3 separate regions of the Mus musculus genome follow, and all the other regions are linked to region 2. Evidence: chromatin contacts called from public Hi-C data. All regions are on one chromosome and are shown on one strand. Each heading gives the region's core, a stretch centred on a gene start, on an enhancer-like site or on the middle of the called end of the contact. The rest is flanking DNA. Distances are from core to core; before and after follow the strand shown. Region 1 overlaps 3110015C05Rik (RIKEN cDNA 3110015C05 gene). Region 2 has its middle 64 kb from the start of 4930526H09Rik. Region 3 has its middle 100 kb from the start of 3110015C05Rik.

Region 1 (2,814 bases), core at 143-2,642, 240 kb after region 2:
GAAGAAAGAAAGGAAGAAAAGAAAGAAAGAAAGAAAGAAAGAAAGAAAGAAAGAAAGAAAGAAAGAAAGAAGTAAAGAGAATAGAAAAAGAAAAAAGGCAGAAAGGGGACCCAAAGCAAATCCAAAGCTGTAAGACTTTGCTACCCTAGGTCCACCACTCACTACTCATCTACATTTGCCCAAGGCTGGTCTTGAACTTACAAACAACTTATATGAATAGCTGAGACTGCAATACCACACTTGCCTTGGTTTTGTTTTCAAAGTTTCTAATTGACATTTGCTTTTTTGTCTTGATATACACGTGTAGACCTCTTATGGAAGAACACCTCTCCACAAGCTCTGCATATATGGTTTTCTGTGAATTGTGCTGGACACAGCCCGCTGACATGTTATAGACAAACTACTGAGCTTGTTAGGGAAAGAGTAGAGAGGGCATAATAAATGGCCTACAGTGGGCTCTAAATGAGCCCAAGCTTCTGTTGCAGTTCAATACTAATGCATAATGGAAGTGAAGTCATACCGATTTGTCCAACTTATGAGACTTTTTATGAGTTAAGGAAAGTAGGAAGTGGAAACAACACCAGTGCTTCCTGAGAAGACATGGGGGGGGGGGGGAGGATCTAGTTAGTGGCTCTTTTCTTTTTCCCCTGTGTAGTCCAGCCTGTTATAAAACTACAAGTTCTCTTGCATCAGGCTCCTGAATGCTGAGAGTACAGGTTTGTTCAATATACCCAGCGATGGTGAGTTGAACTTCATGGGACATAGAACAAATGAAAATGTTCTGTGCCTGGATTTACCCAAGTGAACATGTGAGTGAGATGAACATAGTAGACTAGGCCTGCTGTTCCAGAACATAGGAGCTCAGGTAGGAGGCTCATGAGTTTAAGGCTAGCTTGGACCACAAAGCAAGACCCTGTCTCAAAAGCACCAAAGATGAATGAATGAATTAAATGTACAGATGAGATCTAGGTGAGACCTGGATGTCTCTTTCTTGCTGCTGTGGCTGCGAGCCTTATTCAAGTCTGCAGTGTGCCTTTCTTCTTCAACCAGGCTGCCTTCCTCCCTTACCACAGATGCTGAGACCTTGAACAAAAACACAGGCAAGCCGGAGCTCTGTGAATGCTGGAGGAACTGGAAACAGAGCAGTAATGGGCTTTCGAGGAGGGGGCCCTGTCTTCCTCCCTCCCTTCCCAACAAAATCCCTCACAGGGAAATCCCCTTTCCATTAAATTAAAACCAGAAATGGTAGAGCTTACATTTTAAAACATCAAACCATTGTCTTCGGTTTCTGTGAAATAGGATATATCACTTTCAAACGCTCCAGGAACTTCCCCAGCTGGTTCAGCTCCTTCAAGCTCAGAGGTTTTGCGGCAATGGCTGGCTCCCATCCCAGCACGGAAAATGACAAAAGCCCATTTTGAAGGTGGGTTACCACGATGATGTATGGCCTCTGGAGAGTTGCAGGGAGAGAACAGAAAGGAACCTGTGGGATTCCCCAAGCAGGGTGGGTTTGGAGTGCAGACCTGGAACTTTTTTTATTTCCTAGTACAAAGGCAGGGCCCAGAGGAGGAGCTGTCTAGTTCTCAGGAAGCTGGAGTGACAAGCCTGCTGGAGACTTAGCCAGAGACAGCTCCCTGGGCTGCACTGTGTGGAGGAAGGAAAAACCACCCCTTTGTCTAGACAAATTGTTGCTGCTCTCCTTATGTGCAGCTTCTTGTGCCACCCTTGAAGAAATCTCTGGAAACAACAGAAGGAGAAATACCATATCTTTTACTTCTCTCAAATAAGAAAAGAACTGATCTCTTTGTCCAAAGATACTCCCAAGCCTTCCTTGCCCTTTCCAAACAAGGGAAAATACAGCTTAGCCTCCGCTGCTATTCTTGCTCCTGTGTCTGCCTGACGCCTTGAGCCTTGGTGGCTGTCTAGACTTAGGAGTCTTGCTTTCCATGGATTTCTTCTTAACTTTACGTTCCCAGCATCCACCATGAAAGGTCGCCCAGAGACAGGAGAGAAGGAGGAAGGTTGGTTTTCATCATCTTATTTCATGAGCGCTGAGTCAATCAGAGCTTCCCCCGTGGATTGCCTTCGAGGTCAGACTGCATAGAAACGCACTGACGAGGATGAGAAAGGGAAAAGTCATTAAAACTGACTTAAGACAAAGAAATGTTCCAAAACTTGACAAAGTACTCTCCCTCTAAGACTCCGTAATGACCAGGTGCCATCTTTCAGCATGTTCTGAGAAGTCTAATTTTTATAAGAACCCTGCTTAGTCAGGAAGAATCTACAAAGTCCATTTCCCATCACCCCTTGGTCTTCCACCATTAGTATCTTATTACCCTGGCATGCCTTTGACAAAAAGCATAAGCTGATTTAGCCAGAGACACCCCCCCCCAAGTCCCAGTATTTCCTCCTAGAAATTCCCCATCAATTACACCCACCTTGCCCCTTGGCTATGACTCCCCGCTAGCACAAGATGGATCCAGAATTGAGAGCAGCTAAGAGAGATCTCTTTTCATTTACCACAGTCCTAAACGAAAAAATATATTGACTGCTCCACTCCCCAGACAAGCTTACTCCTGCCATAAGAATTGTGCCTAGGAAACTGAACTAATCAATGGATGGCCAAGGCCGTGTGTCTATTCACAGCATAGAAGGAAGCTTGTCAAGAATGGATGGATTTCAAAGACCCAGCACCGAGAAGGTTTTGTGAACTGAGAATGTTGACTAACATTTGGTCAACCAGTAAGAAACAACCACAGGATTCCTGACACTGGATCTAACATCGATGCTGTGAGATATGAGTATGTGTGCGGT
Region 2 (2,944 bases), core at 71-2,570:
CAGCTCTAGTTTGGACACTGAGAGGAGGGAAAAGTTGAGTTCCTGGTCACATGTTACAGATGCTCATTTTAAAACATCATAGTAAAAATAAACGTACTCTTAAAGAAGCAAAACATGAAATCTGAGATCATGGATTCGATTACTAATCCTACTTTACATGCTGAGTAAATATAGCAATTCACTCACCTGCCCAAGCACCAGTTTTCTCATTTGATCAACGTGGATAACAATACCTATCTTGCAGGCTACGAACAGGCCGTTCTGGAGATTGCTATCAACCCCTTCTATGTATATATCTCCCTTTTGTCCATCTGGGAAATAAAACATGAAACAATATGTCTGCTGCAGATACTCTTTTCCTAGACCTGATATTAGTGATAACCGTTGCGAACAATTAAAAAAATGTTTTAAAAATTCTTTTAAAAAGAAGAAACATGTTTGCTCTTCCTTAAATGATCTTAGGGTAGGCATCAGCTTTAAAATGAATCTGGAAGTAGTTTACCTTTGGTCCTTTTATGCATACACACACACATGCACACACATGCATACCTACACACACAGGTTTACCTAGAGCCATACAAGAGGCAACAAAGAAAAAAAATCCCAAGAAGGCTCTCCATTTACACAAATGTAAAAGTCAAGGGACAACCTTGTTGAGCCAAAATATTGCACAGTTTTCTGTCATTCTCTCTTGGGTTGCATCTGTGTTAAAAAGATTCTCCCCAAAAGTGGCAAGGGGCACCCTTTCCTGAATTCCCAGCTCTTGTCAGGAATAACAAATTTCTAAAGAACTAAATTAAAAAGAAAGTTCAAAAAGGAAATCTCTCTTCTAGTCTTTCTTATTGCACAGTACAAATGGCTAAGGACTCCAAGGGAGACCACCATAAACTCTGTAGAACAAAGTGTAGTATTTCACTGTGAATTAGCCTGTTAAAAAAAATGTTACAAAGCAGAGCTCATTGTTTTAGGATTTACTGTTCCACACATCCTAAAGATATGATAAGAAACTATGAAGTCAGCACTGTAGCTATTGAGACAGCGAGAGCAGACAAGCTCCATCCAGAAACAAATAGATTTCCTACAGACCTGTGATCTTGCTTATCTAAGAGGAAGGTTTTGTTTGCTTGTCAATCAAGCAGAGCAGATCTTCTGGGCGCGCGGCCACACCTTGGACTGGGGAAGCTCAGGAAGGAAGGAATGTGGGAAGGAAGAGGGGAGAGGCCATTTCCTGATGGGTCAGCTGCTGGCAAGTGTCTGGACCCTGGGAAAGCTGTGGTGTAAGCCTTCCTCTCCTTGGAGAGCAAGCAGAGCAGCAGGAACAATGGTGTGAAACTCTGCCGGTAACTCCCAGGTCACGCCTGGAGCAGCATGGTCCACCGGCAGCAGGTTATGCCTCAACATGTCCTGGACTCTCGGCAGCCTGCTGTTTAAACCTCCCTGTGCAATCCCTCTGCCAACATGAAGCATATTCTCAAGGCAATTTCTCTCCAAGGGAGACAAAGAGCATCTAGCACTGGGTTAACTGAAAAGCCATGGCATGGGAGAAAAGGCCTTCTAAGACTCTCAGACTGCCAATCCCAGAGATCTTGACTGACAGTTCTTATGTTTTAACATCCCAAGTGATCTTTTTATGTTCAGTTTCTGATTAATCTGCAGAGCATCCTCCTGTGTTAGGCTACTCAGGATCTGTAGAATGAGTTAAAAGACACCATTCCCTGCTCCAGGCTTGGTCTCCCCACGCTCTGAAAGGGCTGTGCCAAGGAAACTTACTTCTACTGTTAATGTCTCAGCTAAAAGGTGCTTAATCATTGTAAGAATTTCTTAGCTGGGCGTGGTGGGTACATGCATATAATTCCAACATGTGGGAGGTGGGGGCGGGGCCATCAGGAATTTGAGGTTATCCTGAACAACATAGTGAGTTCATGTCCAACCTAGAATACAAAGTACAAAATCTGAAGAAAAACGAAACAAAACTACAAAAATGAAAACAAGGACCAGCTGGGTTGGTGCAGAGGAAAGCCAAGATAAACCAAGAAAAAAAAAAATAAAACACATCAATTTAAAAATACCTTATTCAATATTCAAGACAAGATTTCCTACTGTTCCTAGTCTAAGAGACTAGTTTAGGGTAATCTCTTTCCCTCCCTTCCTCTTTCACACAGTGTAAGCAGGGCATTTGGCTCCTCCCTAGCACAGTGCAAGCCTCCATGTTCTTTAAATCTGGTACATTCCTGCCCTCTAGAGGACAGAGTTCCAATCACTGCTAGGATCAAACAGTTGCTTTGTGGAGACTGAATTGTCAAATTCATAGCCGTGAAGTACTCTTGGCTCACACAGGCACAACAGCTTTCAAAAAAATAATCTTTCTTCAGGTGATTCCCAGGCATCAAATTTACCTAAAGGTCATTTTTCTTATAAACAGGAGTAGTTCGTTGTTGGTGAAAATGTAATACCATATGGATTTATTTCTCTGTTTTTCCTACACGTGCTTAAATTGGCCAAAACAGTGGCAATGAGCTTAAGCCAATGTCTTTGGAGCTTCTCCCTAATCCTCACCCCTCAGTTCTCAACACAGGAGTCCAAGAGCGCCAGGAAGATCATCCAAAGAAGTCATTCTTCAATCCCTTTAAGCCGATGGGGCTTTGCACTTCCCGGGCAGGATTGAAGCAGCCAGACACATGCTGTCGCCTTCTCCTCCACTAGGAGAACTTCCTAGCAGAGCCAAGAGGGCCAAGTGACGTTCTCCAAGTGACGTTCTCCAGGCCACAGAGTTGGATTGAGGCATATGGTGCAATGGAACCCAAACTGCTGATAATGTTTTTAAGCCTGTGGCATCAGTTTTCTATTCAAAGACCAAGCCAGAGGTTTGCGTTATTTTATTTTTAGTTACATAGACACCAGGCTATTTATCACCAGGGACAGAAGTGAATCTAGCACTGCCCCC
Region 3 (3,048 bases), core at 382-2,881, 160 kb after region 2:
GACTTCCAAGTTCAATGAAACTAAGCCTCCATTTGTGGCATGTATTCCTCACACAGGCAAGGAAGACATTATTTAAAGGTGGGTGTCAGAAATAATTCTTCCAAAGTTCCACTGATATCCTATCTTAACATTTAGCTACCTCTCCCAACCAGAAAATGGCCCTGATTCATGCCCAAACTAGAAAGCAAGGATCAGAAACACAAATGTTAGTTTCAGGCAGACGGGCTAAAACCATCTTAACCCATGAGTTATTATATTACATAAAGAAGTTTGGCAACTTGCTTGACGTGCTGGTCTTCCGGTTCCTAATTCATAAAATAAGAAAGGACCAACTTGTCTATTCTTTGTGAGGTAGCAAACTTATGAAACATAGCATATGATAATACAGTGGTAGTCAATAGACTACAACAGTTACCAATATTAATTGATATGATAAAATGATAAAATTCCTTCTTTTATATCAACTGAGGCATAAATGAAGTATAACAATGAAGAAATGAAGCAGTTTTCTCACACATGGTAGTAGGAACTTGTATTAGTATCTTAGTATGTACATATTATATATAGCCTTCAGGGTCTCTCTCTCTCTCTCTCTCTCTCTCTCTCTCTCACACACACACACACACACACACACACACACACACACACATAACCCTTTCATGTTGAGCTATGTACCTAATCTTTCATCTTCTATACTTCCAATAGGTGATGCCATTATCAAACTGCATGCAGAAAGGGCATATCTAAAAAACATACCAGCTACCTTCTCTACCACCAGTGACATTTGCTGGATCTCTCTCTCTCTCTCTCTCCCAATTTCTAAGATACATTGAAGGGAACCTGAGTTTCTAAAATCAGCTTTACAGAGAACCAAACTCAAAAGACACTGCCACAACCACTCCAGTGAAGTCTGAGTGACAGGCATAAAAGCTTGGATGCAGTGACAAGGCAAAGAGTTTCATGGAAACTTAGCCTCCTGGAACTTTGGCATTCCCATAGCACGAATGTTCCAAACCTGTCCCTGTTTTAGTCGGGTGTATGGATCTGTGTGCTTTCTTTCAGTATTGTTTTATTATAAGTGCCTTTAAGGATTGATTTTTGACATATACGTAAGTTAGATTAGCCTCTACCAGTGTTCCAATGTCCTAGGCAGTCCTTCAGCCGACCCTGGGCTTGGAATTCAGAAAGAATGTTACTTATTCAGTACCATTCAAAATTATCTCTAGTATTGTAAGAGAGACAGTGAAAGAAATCAGGCATTATAATTTACTTGAATAGAGCTAGAAATCTCAGGGCTAGTCTACATAGTAAATATGTAGAACAATAGCTGAGTCACTCCCATACACAGGAATTTACAATGGCCTAGGAAGAAGGTGGATTATGGTTTTAGGAGGAACTGAAGTATATTATTCATGAAAGGGTTAGTAGAGCAGAATTCCCCTGGTGCATGTTTTTCACTAGGCCCAGAGGAATGGCATAATTAGGAATTTACTAAGGGACCCCTGGTGGTGGGTTTAACAATAGACTAGCTTTACATCAGAGCATTCACCAGGTTCCTGTGTTTAGCTGATCTTAGATAGGGCTGTTCCTATCTCAGCTGTAAACACTGCATGGCTCCCTGCTATCTTTTTATGTATGCATTTTCTTTGTTCTGTATAAAGAGCCATTATGCATCTCGATGTACCTTGACTGTTGTATTCACCTAGCTTTCTTGTTTTGCTTCTGTATTATAAGTCTGGTGCTCACTTTGAGAAATTACATTCAGAAACAAAACTCCCTTGTGTCCCTGCTTGTCACCTTTTCTCAGACTCCCTGCCCACCTATACCAGGACTCTGATTCTCCTGCGGGTGAAAAGACTGACTGAGTCCAGTCTGTAGGAGGACACCTGTCACATTCTTCTTCTCCTGCCTCCCTCAAAGCCTTCCTCTCTGGATCCTAATCCCATTCCTCTCTGGTATGATAGTGATACAATCTGGAATTGAGTCAGTCTAGGGGCTTGGTTGGGCTCCCTGTCATTTTCTCTGTCAGTTAAAAAATTAAAAGGCAGGAAAAACTCTGAAGTGCAACACTAACAGCAGAGAAAGCTCCCAAGCCCAGACAGACTTGGCAGTTAAGAAAGGCAAATATTGGGGAACACACACATGCCACAGACACAAGGAGAAAGAATCCATCACAAAGTACTAGGGTGATTCAGAAAGGTGAAAGAATTCCAGTCTGTTCTCTAGGCTTGGGAAGTTTAAAGCCCCTGAAGAGATTTCCAACCCTACTTTATTTAGGGTTGGTCAGTTTGAAGACAAATAGAATGGTTGATTGGTCAGCAAGTGTTGGGTGGCATGTCCTGATTGGACCTCAAAATTGTTGAGCCAGTCCATCAGGAAGGGGCCTGCTTTTGCCCCAAGCCATATGATTGAGGGGAAAGCTAGCCACTTTGAAAATTCACGACCTTTAGTACCTACCTATGACCCCTCTTTCTATCTGTCTACTGGTCTGTCTAACTCCTAGTCTCTCAATGGGAAAGAAAAAACTTTAGTGGGAGAGCAAAACAATCAGTTATGCTTTCAACTAGAATTGCCAAGCTATAAAGTATAGATGAAGGTGTGTAGGGTGTATGTGTGTGTGTGTGTGTGTGTGTGTGTGTGTGTGTGTGTGTGTGTGTGTGTATTCACATGTGAATGGCTGCATGTGTTCACCAGAGATTAATATCTTTGTCTTCCTCTCTTATTGAGTAAGAGTGTCTTGCTGAGCCCTGATATTCACTAGTCAGCTACTTTAGCTAACCATGTTGCTCCAGGGATGTCATGTCTACCTGGCTTTTACTGGTTCCACAACCCCTTAGACTCAAGGGATCGTTATGTACTTAGATAACCATCCTGTATAAGATCTATCTTTTCAGGAAAAAATTTCCCCAGGAATAGCTTTTCCTCTCCTAGCATATCTTTCCTATAATATAGTAAACATTTTTAATTTAATAAAGTCCATCTTGTAAATGATTTCTTAGATTCTACTTTGCTCCTGTATCTACCAAGCCATCACCATGTCCAGAGTCA

Evidence for each region. Hi-C and Micro-C count contacts between places; a contact is called where the count stands out from the background.
Region 1: a Hi-C map of nephron progenitors shows a contact between it and region 2, with 2.0 times the contacts expected there. The contact joins two enhancer-like sites. A contact is called at or near these places in 1 of 15 datasets of contacts at CTCF or cohesin (the NIH/3T3 cell line), 12 of 484 Hi-C or Micro-C datasets (the AML12 cell line, bone marrow-derived macrophages, cerebral cortex and 4 more), 1 of 115 datasets of contacts at active chromatin or transcription factors (astrocytes) and 1 of 9 other capture datasets (embryonic stem cells).
Region 3: a Hi-C map of extraembryonic endoderm stem cells shows a contact between it and region 2, with 1.9 times the contacts expected there. The contact joins two enhancer-like sites. A contact is called at or near these places in 3 of 484 Hi-C or Micro-C datasets (adipose-derived mesenchymal stem cells, cerebral cortex and extraembryonic endoderm stem cells) and 1 of 115 datasets of contacts at active chromatin or transcription factors (T-cell acute lymphoblastic leukemia).

Annotation. Positions count from the first base shown.
Region 1 is chr13:111,209,714-111,212,527 of GRCm38.p6, forward strand. It overlaps 3110015C05Rik (RIKEN cDNA 3110015C05 gene), which reads right to left. Exons shown (of 3, transcript NR_045908.1): 3 at 1,756-2,111. Among named protein-coding and RNA genes, the nearest start is that of 3110015C05Rik, 18 kb to the right of the region's middle. Within about 2 kb of position 1,393, at least 35 of the 459 cell types and tissues checked have an H3K27ac peak or open chromatin away from gene starts, as enhancers often do. A contact at or near this core is called in nephron progenitors and neural progenitor cells, where this site is marked.
Region 2 is chr13:110,966,076-110,969,019 of GRCm38.p6, forward strand. No RefSeq gene overlaps it. Among named protein-coding and RNA genes, the nearest start is that of 4930526H09Rik, 64 kb to the left of the region's middle. Within about 2 kb of position 1,321, at least 131 of the 459 cell types and tissues checked have an H3K27ac peak or open chromatin away from gene starts, as enhancers often do. A contact at or near this core is called in extraembryonic endoderm stem cells, nephron progenitors and neural progenitor cells, where this site is marked.
Region 3 is chr13:111,124,475-111,127,522 of GRCm38.p6, forward strand. No RefSeq gene overlaps it. Among named protein-coding and RNA genes, the nearest start is that of 3110015C05Rik, 100 kb to the right of the region's middle. Within about 2 kb of position 1,632, at least 1 of the 459 cell types and tissues checked has an H3K27ac peak or open chromatin away from gene starts, as enhancers often do. A contact at or near this core is called in extraembryonic endoderm stem cells, where this site is marked.